Regions from separate parts of the Mus musculus genome. Here region 1 is linked to region 2. Evidence: chromatin contacts called from public promoter capture Hi-C data. All regions are on one chromosome and are shown on one strand. The core of a region is the stretch at or near the end of the contact, and the rest is flanking DNA. Distances in the headings are between cores, read along the strand shown. Region 1 overlaps Ttll11 (tubulin tyrosine ligase-like family, member 11). Region 2 holds the start of 4930402F06Rik (RIKEN cDNA 4930402F06 gene).

Evidence for each region. Promoter capture Hi-C pulls out the DNA fragments that hold promoters and counts their contacts.
Region 1: a contact with region 2 is called in a promoter capture Hi-C map of neural stem cells. The contact joins the enhancer-like site here to the promoter of 4930402F06Rik in region 2. A contact is called at or near these places in 21 of 39 promoter capture datasets (the 3T3-L1 cell line, 3T3-L1-derived adipocytes, the C10 cell line and 13 more), 2 of 15 datasets of contacts at CTCF or cohesin (embryonic stem cells and large pre-B cells), 4 of 484 Hi-C or Micro-C datasets (the G1E-ER4 cell line, the N1E-115 cell line, cerebellum and 1 more) and 2 of 9 other capture datasets (adipose tissue and liver).

The regions. Positions count from the first base shown.
Region 1 is chr2:35,927,014-35,931,022 of GRCm38.p6, reverse strand. All of the region lies in intron 3 of Ttll11 (tubulin tyrosine ligase-like family, member 11), which reads left to right. Among named protein-coding and RNA genes, the nearest start is that of Gm35396, 45 kb to the right of the region's middle. Within about 2 kb of position 2,677, at least 12 of the 459 cell types and tissues checked have an H3K27ac peak or open chromatin away from gene starts, as enhancers often do. A contact at or near this core is called in neural stem cells, where this site is marked.
Region 2 is chr2:35,394,600-35,398,977 of GRCm38.p6, reverse strand. It overlaps 4930402F06Rik (RIKEN cDNA 4930402F06 gene), which reads left to right and starts at 1,804. Exons shown (of 6, transcript NM_001080709.2): 1 at 1,804-2,072.

The DNA.
Region 1 (4,009 bases), core at 1,428-3,927, 530 kb before region 2:
GGGTGCTGGCATTTTCTTTAAATAGGTAGGTCATGTACTTCCTGGACAGGCAAGCCAAACACAAAGCTTCATCAGACGTGGGAATGTGCCTGTGTGTGTGTGTGTGTGTGTGTGTGTGTGTGTGTGTGTGTGTGTGTGTATGTGTGTGTGTGTGTGATAGAGGAGGTGTGACTCACTGTAAAACAATAAAGGAATCTGGAGCTTTGTGATTTCTTTCATGGATTATTAGCGAGTGCATTTCATCCAGACAAGGGGAGACCCAGTTCCTGTTGTCCACGCACAGTCTCTACCCACATTCAACCAGCAGGTGGCGCCGGGCGGACGCAAATAGGCTTCTCGGGGGGATTTTTATAAAGGCTGCAGGAAGATGCAGGCTTGCTTCCCAGTTTTAGCAGATGGCCAATCAAAAAATTCCTTTGGAGTTTTATTTCCTTTTTCTTTCTTTCTTCTCCTTTTAAAAAATTTTTTTTTGCATATGGTCTTCCATCTGGGTATTTGAGAAAAGTACAGTTTTGTTATCAAAACAGCATTTATTATGGTGAAAGAGTTTGTATTTCTCAGCAAAGTTTTTTTTTTTTTTTACTTTACTTTTAGAGAATAAAGCCAAAACCTGCTCAATAATGTCTTGCAGCTTCTCAGAGGGCTCCATGGAGCTTGAGAGCTTCCATTTCCCCACAGTTAGTCCTAAGTTAGCTCTGAGGACTCAGCGCCTCAGGGTGGAGACAAGCACTTTGTTTGAGAAGACAAAACAGAAAGAAAGCAGTGCTCTCCACTGGGTCAGAGTAAAGGCAGGAAATAACCAAATCCTTTCTCTTGTCCTACAACCCTTTGGTGACTTATTTGCACAGCTGCCTGTGACGGTTGGCTTTAACTGTCAAGTTGACACAAGACTCACCCAAGAAGAAAGTTTTAGTGAAGAATTGTCTACCTCAGGTTGACCTGTGGGCATGCTGGTGGGGAACAATCTTGGTTGCCTTCACTGATGTGGGAAGACCAAGCCCACCGTGGGAGGTACCATTCCCTGGGCCTGGGGATCCTGAACTGAACAAGAGAAGAGAACACCAACTGAGCACTAGTAAGCAAGCAGGCATGCATTCAGATATCTCTCTGCTTCTGACTTTGAATGTGCTGTGCCCAGGAGACATCCCTGCAGAGGTAGAATATGGCCTGGAACTGTAGCCCAAAACACCGTCGTCTCCCGACCCCCACCCGCCATGTTGCCAGGGGTGTTTTACCACAGCCATGAGTGAAGCCAGAACATTTTCCTTCATGGAGACAGTATTCTGATCTGCCTGGCTGGGAGGCCCCACTAGGTAGTAAGTTTAAACTTGTCCTACCGACCCCTGCAGCCTCACCTCCACAGTCCCAACCCCCGCTTCTTCAGTACTTTGTGGCCTACTGTGTGTGTATGTGCTCACACACACCCATGAACATACATGTATAGGTCAGAGGGCAACCTCAGTGTCATCAGTCAGGCACATCTGCCTTTGTGGGGTGCAGTTTCTCACTGACCAACCAGGGCAGGCTGGCTAACAAGCTCCAAAGAAACATCTGCCTCTGCCTCCCTGGTGCTGACATCACATGTCATGTGGGCCCTCTGTGCCCATTTTTAAAAACTGAATTCTAGGGGTTGAATTCAAGTCTCCCCGCTTACAAGTCAAGCACTTGACCGACTGGGTGATTTCTACAGCACCGTGCTGGGGTTTTAGGTATCGGCTCCTCGATCGCTCTTTGTGGCATGTTTTTGCCTAGACCTGTGGACTTCATCCTTCATGTCTCCTTCAGTCCCCAACGCTGTCTTATTTCACAGGACTGATGTTAATTCTTGTTTTCCTTTCTATCTTCATGTTGTTTTGAAACAGGGTCTCATGAAGAAGGCTGGCCTTGAATTTGTTAGGTAGCTGAAGATGGCTTTGAACTTGGCCCTCCTACCTTCCAATGGCCAGGCATGTTCCTCTCCACCTGGCTCAACTTTGATAATTCTTTAAACTCCGGGCAAGCCTTTTCTTTCTCTACCACGCCTGCTCTGCTGCCCATGTCTAGGGCATTGAGCTGTTTTCTTTACGATACGTATGACTACGTTTCCTTCTCTCTTTGTCCTACTAGGAGGTCTGATGGGTCTGACTGATCATCAGCACACAGTAGACAGTCAAGTACATTGGTCTAATTGAAAGGTTTTATCTCTTGGGAGGTTAGCCATTGAAGTTGGCCTGTCTGGTCAGCATGACTTGACCTGCCTCCCAAGAATGTACAACACACTTGGGCCAGAGGAGACTTACCAAAATACTTCCATCCAGCGAGAGGCCCAGGTAGTCACTCACTGGCCACCCTGCCCAGGTCTTGTCTCAGCCTCTACCTGGTCACGTGCCTCTTTCCCTTCTACAGCAGGAGGGAGTGGACATAAACAATGGGATGTCATCTGCTTTTGGCACACAACATCCTTAGAGGCTGGGGCCCATGGCGGCAGTGTCCAGTGAGTAAAAGACTGGAGACAGAAGCGAGGGGAACCAGATGTCAGAAGAATCAGATGATCCAAAGGCATGGCTTCCTCTCTCTCCATCTGCTTCAACTTTTCTCTTCTTATTTCCAAAAATAGATTGCCATCCTCCTCCCAGTGAAATGGCGCATGCTGTCCCTGTGTCCCTTGCTCACCAGCTGGTGCATTTCCTAGGGTGATGACATCATCTCCAGCTCAAGTTGCTGCTCCTCTCTGGACGTGAGAAAGTCTGCCTGTCCCATGCCTTAGCCCAAGCGTCAGCTGGCACCGGACTCATGCTGCCTGCACTGCCTACTTTGGGCTTTTCACACAGGCCTGTTTTTAATCTTCATTTGGCGTTGGCTGCTCCCATCACCTGCCACTTGTAAAAGCAGAGATGAGAGGTTGGAGTGGTCGGCTTGTGCTCTTGTATATGTAAACAGGCATATGTAACTTCCACTGTGCACATGTACCGAGACCTTGTGGTAGGCAGGCATTTCCTGAGACCTACCTAGTACCAAGTGCTAAAGCTACAAAACAGGTTGGAAATGTCCTTGCTCTTGGGTTTCTAGGCTGGGAGGATGAGCATCCATCCATTCATATCCATCCATCTACCCACTCATCCCTCCATCCTTTTGCTTACCCATCCATTCATCTGTCCATGCATCCATCTGTCCATCCACACATTCATCCATCCATCCATCCATCCATATGCTTATCCATCCATCCATCCATCCATCCATCCATCCATCCGCTTATCCATCCATCCATCCATCCATCCATCCATCCATCCATCCATATGCTTACCCATCTATCCATCCATCTATCCATCCATCCATCCATCCATCCATCCATCCATCCATATGCTTACCCATCTATCCATCCATCTATCCATCCATCCATCCATCCATCCATCCATCCATCTTTCTTTCACTTGAGAAGTTGAGGTTCTGATCTGTCTTTCCATGAAATCATGTTCTCATTCTTTACATGGGAGGAAGCTAAGGTTCTGAATGTTGAGTAACTTCCCAGCATCCCTTGGCTTCTGATGACATGTAGCCAGGACTTGGACACACACTGGACTCAGGCCTGTTTTCCCTTAGTCTTAGCAGACATTTACTGGGTGATTTTTTTAATACCCAGTATCCAAAGAATGAATCTTTGCTTTCAGTGGAGGGCACTGAGTGTCCTGGTTAGTTTTATATGAACTTGACACAAGCTAGAGTCATCAATTGAGGAAATGCCCCTGTGAGATTGGCCTGTTAGCAAATCTGTAGGGCACTATTTGATTATTGATTGATGTGGTGCTGCCCCTGGACAGGCGATCCTGAGGGGCATAATAAAGCAGGCTGTCCAAGCCAGGAGGAGGAGATCCATAAGTAGTGTTCCTCCATGCCCTCTGCACCAGCCCTTGCCTCTGGGTTTCTGACCTGACGTCCCAGGATGAATAGACTACAAGCTGTAAGATCAAATAAACCCTTTCCTCCCCAAGCTGCCGTTGGTCATGGTGCTTTATCAGCAATAGAAACCCTA
Region 2 (4,378 bases), core at 555-3,054:
TGAAAGAGTGGGGGAATGCAGCAACATCTATTCCATCATGCCTCAGAGGACGTGTGTGTGTGTGTGTGTGTGTGTGTGTGTGTGTGTGTACATGAATGCACATGCAGATGTGTGTTTTGCACGTTTGTCTTTGTGCATTGTGGAGTCCAGGAGTTGACATCAGATGTCTAACTCAATTGTTCTCTACCCTATCTTTTGAGCCAGGGTCTCACTACCCCTGAACGGAGCTCACTGACTGTCTAGAGTGGTTGGCACTGAACTTGAGTGGAGTTTGCTGATTGGATAGACTGGCTAGCACTGAACCTGAATGGAGCTTGCCGATTGGCTAGGCTAACAGGCACTGAACTTGAGTGGAGTTTGCTGATTGGATAGACTGGCTGGACTCCAAGCTGCAGGTCATGGTCTGCAGTCTTCACAACAGCAGCCCTGGAGTTCCAGTGGCATGCCCTCACACCTAGACAGTTTATGGGCGTTCTCTGGGATCAGATTAGTGTTCACGTGGCAGACACATTATCAGCTGAGCCATCTTTCCAGCCTAGGCATGCTCCCCACTCCCTCCCAGTGTAACAGACATCGGGCTTGTCTACAAGGGAGTTGCTAGGTTGGGTGGACAGAGGTAACAAGGCTCATTCTAACTGGATGGCACCAGTCAATGTGGGGTCCCAGACTGAATACAAAGGAGAAGGCAGGCAGAGCATCAGCATCTCTCTGCTTCTCGACTGGAGATGGGACCAGCTCTCTCACATCCCTGCTACTAGCATTTCCATCTGTGGTCCAGCAGACAGAACCTTTTCCCTGTGGTTCACAAGCTGCGACCTCGGGGTTTCAGCTTGGGTTCAGGTTGAGGCTCTATGCCAGTGCCATGGCCAACAGGGTTCCGTGCTGCTCGCAGGGCAGTAAGTCCTGGCCTCCTTGTCTCCCCACAGCAGCACATCAGCGGCTCTCAGCTCACATCTCCCTTCCAGCCCTCGCAGCCACTTGGCAATGACAGTGGCTGCATTTGCATTTTTTTTTTTTTTTTTTTTTTTGCTTGTCCTAACTGGATCGTGAGTGTGGGTGCTACTGGCATGTAGTGGGTGGATACAAGGGCACTGCTAAGTGATTCACACTTGCACAGGGTGGCAAACTTCACCCCATCTCAAGAAATGTCATTCGTGGCAATCTTGGAGCGGCTGGAATTACACTCTTTCAGAGTTCACTAACAGATTTATCTGTTTGCCTGTGTGGGAAACTCTAAAGCTCCACTTCCTCCCTAGAAACCAGAGCTAAGACAAAGCAGTTCCCTCTCGTGGACACCAGGGGGCAGGAGTTCCAAAGAGAACCAGTTTCTGGAGTGATGAAAACATTCTTTTTGGTGCTATTAAAGGCAGCGTCATTTGTATAAATGCTATTGATCCTTCATATAAATGGAACTAGCTCTATAGCTTAGTGGTGCTGTAGGTGTACTGTGCAGTTTATCAAATAAACAGGTAGAAATCAACCCTACATATACCACAGTTAATAAAGAAGGCATAAGGGAAGTAGGAGGGAATCTTAACGCTGACTTAGAGGAGAGACACATTGCTTATGTGCGCCAAGGGTGCTACTGTTTGTAGGTGTGGTATGGTTGAGATGTGGTTCTCCCCGTGGAGTTCACACTGAGGTTTGGTTCCAGTGGATAGTGCTGTGTTAGGCATTGACTAGGGATTAATGCTTTTCTATGAGTGAGCTGTCGCTCTGGAGATGGGCTTCTGTGACATGGTTGTTAGCAAGCCTGGCAGCTCCCCTCCACCACTCAAACCCATGCTCCGCTCCACACAGTGCCTCTGGCTGACTGCCACATGGTTTTCAACAGAAACTGAATGGATTCTGGGACATCTGGAGCTGGAGGAACATTTTTTTTTCTTTTTGTAAAGCACCCAGCTTCGGTATTTTGGTGGTAGCAACACAACACACACCAAGAAGTGATCTGGAATTCAGTGGCCCTTGCTTCAACTGCTCTATCAAGGGGAGCTATAGCCTTCAACAACCTGTCCCACCCCTCTCTGGGCTACTCAACTTTATAGGTGACACTGGTCATCAGCATCCATTGGGTAAGAAAGCATCCCAGTAGCGGCGACCACTTGACGACCTCCTCCAGGGTTTCTTGGGCAGCTTACTGCTTTGTATATTTATCAGGTGGACAGGAGACAGTCGGACACTCCCTGTGGTGGAACACCGTCTCCAGAATCCACAGGCAGCCCAACGGAGTTTTTGTCTTTCTTAGTGGCAAGGGACACAACATTTATTCACAATTTACAATTGGCTGCATCTTGGAATTTCCTGGATTGAGAATATTCACATCTGGATCCCATCCAAAGATTGCTGCTGTTCAGTTGTCTTGGTGTAGGCTTGACATCGGGGGTTTTAAAACTTTCCTGTGGGACTGTTAGTCTTGGGACCTTGGAAATGACTGCCATTAGAACAATTTGCTTTTTGTGCATGGCTTTTATTTTGATGTTGTCTTTTTTGGTTTGGGTTTTGGGTTTTTTGTTGTTGTTGTTGTTGTTGTTTCTGTTTCTGTTTTGTTTTGTTTTGGTTTTGGTTTGGCATTTGTTAAAGTTCTTAAATTTCTCTATTAATCATTTTCTTCTAAATTGAATTTGGAAATTTTGGGTTAAATTTGATTTCTGCTCCATTTTCTGCTTTATTAAATTTGTTATATCTTATTTGTGTGGAGGTCCCCTTTAGAGGTCATAGGACAACTTGAGGGAATCAGTTCTGTTGTTTTACTATGTAGGTCTCAGTGACTGAACTCAGGTCCTCAGACTTAGCAGCAAGCACCCTCACTCACTGAGCCATCTTGCTGGCCCATTCCACTTTATCTATGAAACCAGATATATACACATGATAAACATTTTTTAAAAAGATTTATTCATTTATGTATATAAGTGATGCATTTGCATGTGTGTGTACATGACAGAGAGAACATCAGATCTTATTACAAATGTTTGTGAGACATCTTGTTGCTGCTGGAATTGAATTCAGGACCTCTGGAAGAACAGCTAGTGTTTCTTAACTGCCGAGCCATCTCTCCAATCCCAGCTAGACTTCTTTTTTTTTTTAATTCAACTAATTTTTTATGATATTCAACACAATATATATTTCTATACCAATCATAAGAATGATGGACATGTTATTAAATGAACATAAAGTAGATAAGTAGATTTTTGTTTGTTTGTTTGTTTGTTTGTTTTATTTTTAGTAGAGCTTTAAAATCTTGGCTTACTGTGGTACAAACCCTAAATAAGAACAAGTTTTAAACATTGGAGTTCATTGTAATAAGGCTGTACTTCAATGTCCCTCACATCATCAAAGGATTTTACCTCCATAGTAGCTAAGCTAAGAGTTGACAGTTCTGCTGCGCCAAGGAATGAATTGTAGGCACGATTATTTGGATACAGATTTCCTGCTATGTTCAAAGCTATTTGATTTGAGTGATTGTCATCATTCTCAGCCCACAGGGAACAGGTCACATTCATTTAAGAAATGGTGTGTGTATTAAGATGGTCTATCCACGAAGCCATTCATCAACTGTTTCAGTGAGCCATGGTTCTGCTTGGAGGGTGGCACAGACATGAGGTGAGGGTAAAATACTGATTCATTGGCTGTGATGATTTTGAAAAGTATTCATCTCAGAAAAAAGAGTAACTTATAAGGTCCTCTTCTTCAAAATTGATACAATAATTGTAAATATCAAGGAAAACATTCAATCTCACCCTTTGTTGTTCTCCTACAAGCCACCTCCCAAATTAATTGCCTCTGTTTCTTTTGGCTGTATAAATTATTTTCAAATATGTATGCTGTTCTGAAAACAATAGCATAGTGTAAAAATATCAAGTAAACAATCCTCCTAATAGAGAGGCTGAGATAGGGGAAGCTCGATTTCAAGACCATTATTCAGTACACAGCAAGACACTGTCACTTACAAACAAGCAGAAAATGTATATGAATTGTACAATATTGGACCTATTTCTCCAATTACCAAATTAGAGAGACCACTGCATAACAGCCCACAAATTTCTAATTCCTCATATTTTTGAATTTTAATCAATTAGGATATGCTGGTAATATTAATTTTCATATTGAGATATTAAGGAAAAGTGATCGTTACTTCCGGTTATTTTTGTTGTTAGAGGTGAAATTATGTTTGTGTGGGTTTGTTGAAAGATTATTCTTGCTTTTTGTAGGGTGTAGTTTCCCTTCTTGTATTGATGTTTTCCATCTATTATCCTTTGTAGGGCTGGATTTTTGGAAAGATACTGTGTAAATTTGGTTTTGTTATGGAATATCTTGGTTTCTCCATCTATGGTAATTGAGAGTTTTGCTGGATATTGTAGCCTGGGCTGGCATTTGTGTT